Regions from separate parts of the Drosophila melanogaster genome. Here region 2 is linked to region 1. A link is a contact called in public Hi-C data. All regions are on one chromosome and are shown on one strand. The core of a region is the stretch at or near the end of the contact, and the rest is flanking DNA. Distances in the headings are between cores, read along the strand shown. Region 1 holds the start of tko (technical knockout). Region 2 holds the start of fs(1)Yb (female sterile (1) Yb).

Region 1 (4,630 bases), core at 1,250-3,749:
CGGAGTGATTCCGAGGATGAATATTACGCCCAATCCGCTGGCCCAGGAAACGGCATCCGATAAGGTAAACCATGAACTTCCGGGTCTAAACTCGAGCTCAATTTTCACACAGCTTCATCCAAAACTTTTCGCTGGTTGGTTGGTCAAAATTCAAATTCAAATTGTAAACACCCCTTCGAACGTGGTATCTCTGTCTCGCTTGCCCTCTCTCTTGCTGTCTCTGTCACTTTCGCTTGGTAACTCTGCCAAATCTCGTCGAGATTCGCCCGCAAATTGAGAGTCCAATGTTCCAGAACCGCAACGTGATGGAGCTGCGTTTCCTGCCGCCGCTGGCGAATGGAAATGGAAATGGCAACTGCATGGCCAGAGATCTAGCCCTGGAGCGGTCGAACGCGGAAGAGCAGCAGGATGAGGACGGACACGAAGATGAAAAGGGGCTACCGGCGGTTGCCTCGTCCTCCTGCGAAACGCTGGAGGCCTGCGACGCTGCAATTAAACTGAATCTCCCTCAGAAACACGACCAGGAGCAGCTGGATGCTCCGAACGCGGTGCTGGAGGCGCCCAGCAAGCCGCTACCTCCGCTGCCCAAGAAACCAGCAAACGGCGCTGGCCAAGTAAGCCTGCAATTGAGATCGAAAACAATAGCACACGGGCGCATACCAACCGATACAAACAAACACTGTATACCAATTTTGACAACATCATCTTGCTGACAGTCTGTGCATACAACTCCCATGTGCTATTGCTTTTCCGCCTCCGCAATCAGGATAAGCCAACCCCCAGCCGATATTGTTTTGTCAACATTGTCATTCATTCACTCATGAAATAACGATTCGCCTAGTGCCCTATCCTGCTAATTTATGTCTCCTAATGTTCCACAGAACAACTCTGGACTGCATCAGAATGGCCTTCACCACGCACAGCCGTACCATCCGCCTGGCACGCCCACTCTGATGCACAAGCGACTGGACTACCACCAGCAGCCGCCGCCGGTGCCTCCGCACTCGGCCTATTACCAACAGGCACCCACGCACCAGCCGTCGCCGATGATGGAGCGCAGTGTCAGGGGTCACCAGCAGCCCGGGGGCTTTCATATGGAGGAGGGCACACCCACGCCGACCAGGATACCATCCCTGCGGCGACAGCGACGCACCTCGGGCAACCAGCAGGTGCACAACAGCCACAGCAATCTCAATATTGGCCTGAGCCACCACAACAACAACAACAACAACCTGCCGCCGCACCACCAGCATCTGCACCACCACCCCGGCCATCCGGGTGGCCTGGTGGGCATACCCATCGTGCCAGGGAGCCCTAGGGTCCAGAGATCGCCGATGCCGAGCAGGGCGATGATCAAGAGGACGCGCCTGGGCAGCCACACGGACAACATATCGTCGGGCAGTCTGAACAGTATTGAGGTGTGATGGCTCGCAGAGGAGGCAACTAACTAGTGGACTAGTGGGCGGAGCAGCACAACGAGGAGAAATATACCTAAGCGGCAAGCGAAAGTGGTTCCCCAAAAACAGACAGTTTCAAGTAGACTTAAGGATCCGAAACTAGATGTGTATTATTGAGATAATCGTAGGACAGGTCGGCAGAGCAGCTCGAAACCCTCGAATATTAGCTTTAAGGCACCCGGTACTGTTTAGTTTTCCAAAAAACCAATTAATTTGGCCAATCATTAAGCTTAGAACTAGGGAATTTGCCATTAACAGAAGTTTCTGTCGTTTCAAATGCTCGAGTAACTTTGTGCTAAAACACTAGTAATCAAGTTTTGTTTTCATTTTGAGCTCATTAAAATGTATTTCGAGCAGAACGTTTAATTAAAAGAAAAAAACAGCTAAGCAGCTAAGTCGTTAAACGTTAATGCTGCTTCGTTTTGTTTTAGTTAAATATTGAATTTGAAAATATACAAACTTTAGTATAAGGAATTGGTAATGTAAGACTTTTTTCGTTGCTGCCGGCCAGATAGTCAGTAGAATTACTAATGTTAAGTTTTTTTTTTTATTATTGATAGAACTATTTCGGGGGCCAAATTTTATCTCGAATAAGCCCTGTAGCATAGCGTTATTTATTTATTGCAGTGTAAACGTCAGGCGTCAGCAACTCAAATTGATTAGTTCAATTAACAAGCAACCTAATGTACGTTTAAGTCAAACCAACTATATAGCATTAAGTTAATACATTTCTAGATGTGACTAATACACAAAACCCAAGAGAGAAGCATCCTAAACTCGATTTAAGCTCATAGGCGGCAGTTTTAAACGAATATGCGAGTCCTGAAATTAAAAAGTGAATCTTTAAACATATTTTTTAACGTATTTTTGTTTTAATGATGGGAAATTTAAGTGCTGTCATTCAAAATACTGGGATTTTCATATTCTTAAATACCATTTTTAAAAATCCCGCCTTCATCTGGCAACTCTCACTGGCGGATGCACCCACCATGTTTTAGCGAGTGCACCTACCATACGTGACTGCCATGCGTGACTATCGACACCTGTGCCAGCTCTAGGACAGCAACAGCTGATTGTCACATTAGAATTGAATTGGAATTAGATTATTAAATATTTTAGCGCTTTTATAACACAAAAGGCCGACTAAATAGCTTCCGAGCAAGCGCCACCAATCCGAGCGACGGCTGGTACTACAAACTGAACAAAAAACTACTGAACAAAACTCCAAGAGCATGAATTTTCTGCGGCAATCCTTTGGCATTACGAAACAGTTGGCTTCGCAGGGTAAGCTTAACTAAACCAAGTTAAATACCTTAAAAATCGAATATTTTAATTGATTTGGTGGCCATTAGCTGCTCCTAAGCAGGAACTGGCCCTCAGGAGTCCGTGACTTGGCGCATTTAGCCACCCTTCCGCTGCGAAGCGAAAACCAAATAAACCGGGAGCGCATAAGTGTTTGTTTTCCCCCCGACTTTCGTGCATTTCCCCCAGGTTTTACCAACTCTTTTTGAGTTGGCCGCGCGTGGCGGCCGCACTTTTCGCCTGCGAATATTTTCATTGCCAGTTTCACATGCACATCAACATGCACATTCCGCAGCTCCCCCGCTTTAGATTGGAAAAATAATTGAAAACCTGTCACCCCGAAAAAGAAGGAAAAGCGCGGAAACAATGGAAATGTTCAACCGCAAAAAAAAGGTCGCAGTTTAGGAGACAATAGGTGCCGGATTTGTTTGTCCGGCAATCCTGCATATGGAAATTATTACCTGCCGCTTGTGTTGTGTGTGGCATTTGGCATATTTATAATTGAAAACGCTGCTACGTCGCTTTGTTTCTGGCCAAAAAGGCTTGACAGGATTCGGAGCGAGTACTTCCATGCTTGCGCGTCATTTGGCCGCAATTATTGTCGCCAGCCGCCAACTCCGTTCCACAATTCTCGATTTCCACAGAGATTAGCCGTATGACAAAGGAGCCAGCACAGAACCAGCGGGCATTGTCAATCACTGACCAACTGTCCGTGGAAGTGACCCTTTTGTCCGCATTTCGAAGCCGGTACAGTCGTGCTTTATTGATTTCGAGCGATCTCTTTCGCTCCCATCATTGCATTCTCAATCGAGTCGATCGATGGCCGAACCCTTGTGTGTTTATAGTCTAGCCACTTTCTCATAATCAACTAGGAGTGTTACCTCTAAAAATGATCATGATTGCAATCTCAAACTTGGAGCAGTTAATTTTGTTGTACTGGTTTTCTTTAAGCGACATATCTAACTCTTTCACTTCTTTGCCAGCCATCCAGTGCAGCTATGAGACCGCCGTCCGTGGAATGGCATCGCTGCAGCAGATGCACCGCAGCGGACCGCACATAAAGACGCGTCCGCCGCGCCAGCCGCTGGATGGAAAGCCCTTCGCCAAGGGCGTTGTCCTGAAGACGCTGATAAAGAAGCCCAAGAAGCCGAACTCGGCCAATCGAAAGTGCGTGCTGGTGCGCCTCTCCACCGGCAAGGAGATGGTGGCCTACATCCCCGGCATCGGGCACAACCTGCAAGAGCACAACATTGTACTGTGCCGCGTGGGGCGTCTGCAGGACGTGCCCGGCGTTAAGCTGAAGGCTGTGCGCGGAGTCTACGACTTGGCGCACGTCGTCAAGAAGAGCCAATAGTTAATAACCACTTCCTAATCACGTTGTTCAAATGCATTGCTTCACAATCAACAGACGGATGCGTCGTTCTTATTATTGTTTGTTTTTTATGGAAAATTATGCAGCTCAGCCGGCTTAAGAGGTAAGTGAGTGAGTAGTGACAAGTGAACGGGCTCAGTCAGGATCTCCTTTCGGTTGGCTGCATTCTCGTAATCTTAAGTCAATAGGCTGTCGCATCATCTTTACCTAAGAATAGCCGGGTCTCTCAGGGGAAAATGGTCTTAAACGGCATTTTACGCTTTAGCTGGCAAATCCTTTTGCATGAATCCTGTTTGCTTTTTAACAGAATTGCAAATTTTCTGCCAAATAATCGTTAGCTGAAATGGGCGGCACTCCAATACGCCCACTCTTCACAGCTACGAAGTTCAATGGAAAATCGATGTAGTAGTTGGTCCTTTTTGGGAATCCTGCTGGGTGACTGCCGAAAATTAGCTAAGAAAATTGAGTTCTTGCACAAGGGGAAGTATCTTCTTTAAAG
Region 2 (4,630 bases), core at 988-3,487, 280 kb before region 1:
TCCGTGACCAGCAGCAGGCCACTCGGGGACTGGCGTAGCCACTCGGCGACATTGGAGTAGCACGCCTCCGATACGCAGATATGTGCATTCACCCCAATCGCTTGCAGACTACGGCGGAGTAGGAGTACCTCTGTCGAGTTGGAGCAGACCATAACGGCGGGCTCATTGGCAAAGTTCCTGCGCTCAGCGATCAGCGCCTTCAAATGCTCGATCTTCTCCGGCTCATCCGCCACGACTCTCACGTCCAGCTGGACGCCGCCATAGACACTCGCCTCCAAGGCGTCGTCGAAGAGAACGAGGACGTCGGGCATCAGAGGCAGAATGTGCTGCACCATTAGATCGGTGTGCCAAATGCGGCCGGAGACGAGCAGTTGGCACTTATTTTGGGTGAGCTGGAACATTTCGGGCAATCGTTGCAGCAGCTTCATCGTGTCGTTTGGCAGGACACGAACCATGTCGTTCAGGTTATCCAAGGCTATGCACTTCACCGCCTGGGCATCGAAAATGCTCCCGACCGGGTTATGGTTCAGCAGTTGGAGCAACAAGTCCACGCTGGTTAGCAGGATTCCAACGGGCTTTTTGAGCCGGCGAACGATGTCCACCAATTGGGTCTTGTCCCAGTGGGTAACGACATCCTCAAACCCCGACGCACTGCCCAGCAAACAGAGCAACGTGCTCATCCAGCGTTCGATCTGTTTGCCCTGCCCCTGGTTGGGACACACAAAGATGCAGGTAGGTCCACGGCCAACATCTGGCCGTCGCTGCAGATCCTCGTGGCTGCGCTGGCACACGGTGGGCAGGTAGGACCACGTCTTCCCGATCTGTAAGTTGCCCACAACTAAAACGGATTTACCCAACGAGACATGTGGCCAGGCGAATCTCTGGACCGCCCGCGCTCGCGACCTAGCCACACCCATCTGCTGCATGGCCCGCCTGATGATGGTGCTTATGTCCGGCGCTTCGGTCAAACCGTAGCACGGCACGACCGCGTGGCGACTCCAGCCGAGAACGCCATAGTTGTTGTAAGTTATTCCCCCTGCAGAAAAGGGAACCACTGCTAGAGAGGCAGGTGAATCCTTCACAGTTCGAATGGAATCCAGCGAAGTGGTGTCGATCTGATGTCGATAATCAGAAGCGGAGGCACTGGACACCGGTTCTTCAATGCTAACAGAGGGAGGAGGCGGCAAGTTCATGTTTTTGAATACGTTTTGCACCTTAAACGACTTTACGAGCTCTTGAAACTCGGCGTCCAAAGACTTCGTTGGATTTTCAGTAACGAAAGGAGAGTAGACAGGAGCATTGAACTTAGCAGCAGCTGGAGAGGATTCGTCCACTGCCGCCGAATCAGTGCTGCCCAACTCAAAAGAAGCCAGGAGCTTTACTGTAGCATCCTCCACGCTTAAATTTATCTCTTGCTCCTTATTGTCGTTTGGGATTGTCGCTGGAGTTGCAGCACTTAGCAGGACATCCGCCTCCGCCTTGTAATCCTCCGATGATGTCGGCGGCGTATTCTCCTTTATTTCATAAAGCTGCATGGAATTTAGGGCATCTACTTTGAGTGGCATTCTTTGCTGGACGATCTCCGGTTCGGTCTCTCCCTTGCCTTCTTTTTCATTCTCTTCGTCGCACGGAGTTATGACCAACATCTCGGCGTTTCTCGCCGATATGCTCAGCCACTTCAAACGCTCCTCGAACTTGTTCAGTTCCGGCAGCGTTGTGTGGATCACCAGGTTCGCCTCGACTACTCCAAGATGCTCGAGCATGCCATCGCAGAGAATTAGAGCTTGGTTGATGTACTGGAAAGAGGATAAATAACCTCCGCTGATGTAATGTTAGTGATCCGATTCAAACTCACCCCCTTGGACCAGAGGAGCAGCACTTGACCGACCATTGCCCCATGCGGGGGCAGGAGAATAGTGTTGACATCCCGCTCGGCGAGCTCAAATTTCAGACGCTCGGCCTCGAAATTCTGCTGACATATCAGAATAGTTTTTTCTGTGTTCGCCTCCCTTTTCCGCAGGGTGTGCGCGAGAAAGTCGAGGGAGGCTGCTCCGGATTTCGGACTGGCGTACGTGAAGGTGGTTCCCCCGGACACCACCTTGAAGCTGGGCACTTGCAGATCTCCAATTGGCTCCATGCTGCGCCTAATATATGTACGGCTAGCAAGGTCACGTGCAGCGCTTTGCCAAGTAAATAAACAAATCGCGTACTAATGGCTTTTTTATCGCCTTCCACTTGAGCAGAGAGAAACTCCTTTTGGTTTGAAAATTTTAAACCAACTGAATTCTTTCGACACTTAAGCTTCAAGTTCGATTACTACTCAATATCGATAATCATCGAACCACTCTGATCGTCTGGCAACTCTTGTTCACGCACCTTATGACATTACAAGCTGAGCCTGCGTGCGCCACCTTATCAATGTGCTGCCACCTTGCATCGCACGAAATTCGCTAGTTTTATTGAATTTTGTTATTGAAGAAATACCCTAGCAACAATTCGAGAGTGTTGCCAGCCAAAGGGGGGGCCGACATGCTGGACAACGACACCAGCAACAACAACAACTGCAACCCACAGAATCTGCCACTGGACGAACTCAAGTTTGCACTTTCCGGCAAGGATGGGGTGCGCAGGAACGTTCCGGCGCTGGTAAGTGGACATGTTGGTGCACCTCCGGCGAGATAGTACTATGCATATGTGTTTTTTTTTTTTGTGGACAGGACGAGCACTGGGTGCAGCGCGAGAAGCCCTTTGCCAGCTATTTGTGCATGTTGAGCTCCTATGGACGCCTAAAATCCGGAGCTGCACTGGAGGAATGGACCTTCGCGGCGAACAATTTCCGTGGGGACATGGAGTTCCTGCTGAGCCTGACGCAGCACGAGTAAGCTACATCGTGTTGCGCTCAGTATACCGAAGACATTAACACTTGATCCCCGCCAGATTCTGGTCCTACATGGTGTACGATGAATCGGCCATGGCGGCCGTTGTCACATTCCTGCAGCGCGCTAATCCCTACTACAGACAGACAGATGTCAGCCGGGACAAGGAGTTGGACCAGGCCCATCTGCTGTACGGACAGCTGCTCGATCTCGTCGTGCGTCTGATAATGCGACTGTGCACCGGTAAGGAATCGGACTCGGAGTGGATTAGCCCGAAGCAACACGGCAGCCTGCTGTACAGCAACTACCTGATCTCTGTGCCACTGCTCTTTGATCTGCTCATCGCTGTTGGCGATGCGGAGCCGGAGAACGTGGAACTGTTGCGCCAGATCTTCGACAAGGTGCTGGAAGTGCAGCCGGAGTACCAAAAGGATCTGAAGGAGGCGCTGATCTTCTACGAGAGCGCTTTCCTCAGCATGCAGATCCAGGTGGAGAACGAGGGCTGCGAAGGTGCTGGCGGCGGGGCGTCTCTGGACGTCGACTTGGAGACGCCCTACGACGATGTGGTGCTCTTCGCCATGGACTGCGCATACACGCTGCGCCTGCTGCTGCTCCTCTGTCCCCAGCTATTGGAAACCATCGAACAGCTGCGTTTGGCCCCAAGGTTATTATCATCATCATCATCATCAGCATCCGTGGTCTGTGTGATTCTATTGCCTTCCCTTTCGTATTCGCAGCATTGCCAATTTCTATGACATGACTGTGCCCATGTTGTACAAGAACATCTACTTGGTGAACCCGGGTGCGAGTTCGCTGCGCTGGCTAAATGAGACGCGCCAGCAATATATCTTCATCGTTCGTCGCGTGGTCAGCCTGCAGATGGAGTCGGGACGGGGACAGCAGCTGGTGGAAGTGATGCAGGAGTGCCTTTCCGCCCAGAACTTCGTTGTGGACTACCAGCGGCAGTTTCCGCTGGAGCACGACATGAAGCTGCTGATCCAACGTTGCCCAAATATGTGAGTTGTCTGCCTTGCTTAGTGGCCAATGTTATTCTTATTCGCAATCTCTGCATCGCTAGCAAGAACTACGAGGTGGACTTCGTGGTGTCCGGTTATCAGAAGGCACTGGCCAGCTGCCCCAACGGCATAATGGCCGACGATATGGCCAGTAACGGTGTCCAAGTTACGGGGAACGTCCAGGACGAGGAATTCAAGAACGGCGACTCCTCGCGCACTTCTCCACAGCCGTCGCCGACGGCCAACGGAACGACAAGGGACATTGACTTGGAAGTCACCGCCGTGCTGGAAGTGCTGCCCGATCTGGGCAGTGGCTTCATAAGGCGCCTCCTCATCCGCTACGATAACAGCGAGCAGGTCATTGCCGCCATTCTGGACGACAATCTGCCGCCGGATCTAGCGCAGATGGACCGACAGGAGGTGTACATTCCGCCCGACCCGCAGGACAAACAGCAACGCCAAACGGGCCTGCGACACTTCAACGTTCACGACGGCGATCGCTACGACGTGCTGACGCGGGACCAGCCCGAGTGCATTATCAAGCAGGGCAAGGGATTGCCGGGAGCGCCACGCAATGCGGAACAGTTGCTGGACGACAAGCGCGACCTGAAGCAGCTAAAGGAGCGCTACCAGAAGTACGCCATGGTCGAGGAGACCACGCTCGAGAGGGGCGAGTATGACGACGAGTACGACGACAGCTACGAGGCTCAAAACGAGGGTCAAGCGCCGCCTGTGAGT

What was found. A called contact is a pair of places that touch in the nucleus more often than the background predicts.
Region 2: a Hi-C map of the Kc167 cell line shows a contact between it and region 1, with 7 times the contacts expected there. The contact joins the promoter of fs(1)Yb here to the promoter of tko in region 1. A contact is called at or near these places in 14 of 107 Hi-C or Micro-C datasets (the D17-c3 cell line, the Kc167 cell line, the OSC cell line and 5 more) and 1 of 6 datasets of contacts at active chromatin or transcription factors (the Kc167 cell line).

What each region holds. Positions count from the first base shown.
Region 1 is chrX:2,441,845-2,446,474 of dm6, reverse strand. It overlaps tko (technical knockout), which reads left to right and starts at 2,499. Exons shown (of 2, transcript NM_080311.3): 1 at 2,499-2,741; 2 at 3,743-4,162. The coding sequence starts at 2,690. The coding sequence ends at 4,113. boi (brother of ihog) reads left to right here. Exons shown (of 9, transcript NM_166940.3): 8 at 1-64; 9 at 882-2,308. The coding sequence ends at 1,424.
Region 2 is chrX:2,718,075-2,722,704 of dm6, reverse strand. fs(1)Yb (female sterile (1) Yb) reads right to left here and starts at 2,237. Exons shown (of 4, transcript NM_058146.4): 1 at 1,856-2,237; 2 at 1-1,796. The coding sequence starts at 2,137. It overlaps CG2701, which reads left to right and starts at 2,378. Exons shown (of 5, transcript NM_130669.4): 1 at 2,378-2,646; 2 at 2,718-2,878; 3 at 2,938-3,540; 4 at 3,614-3,892; 5 at 3,955-4,630. The coding sequence starts at 2,530.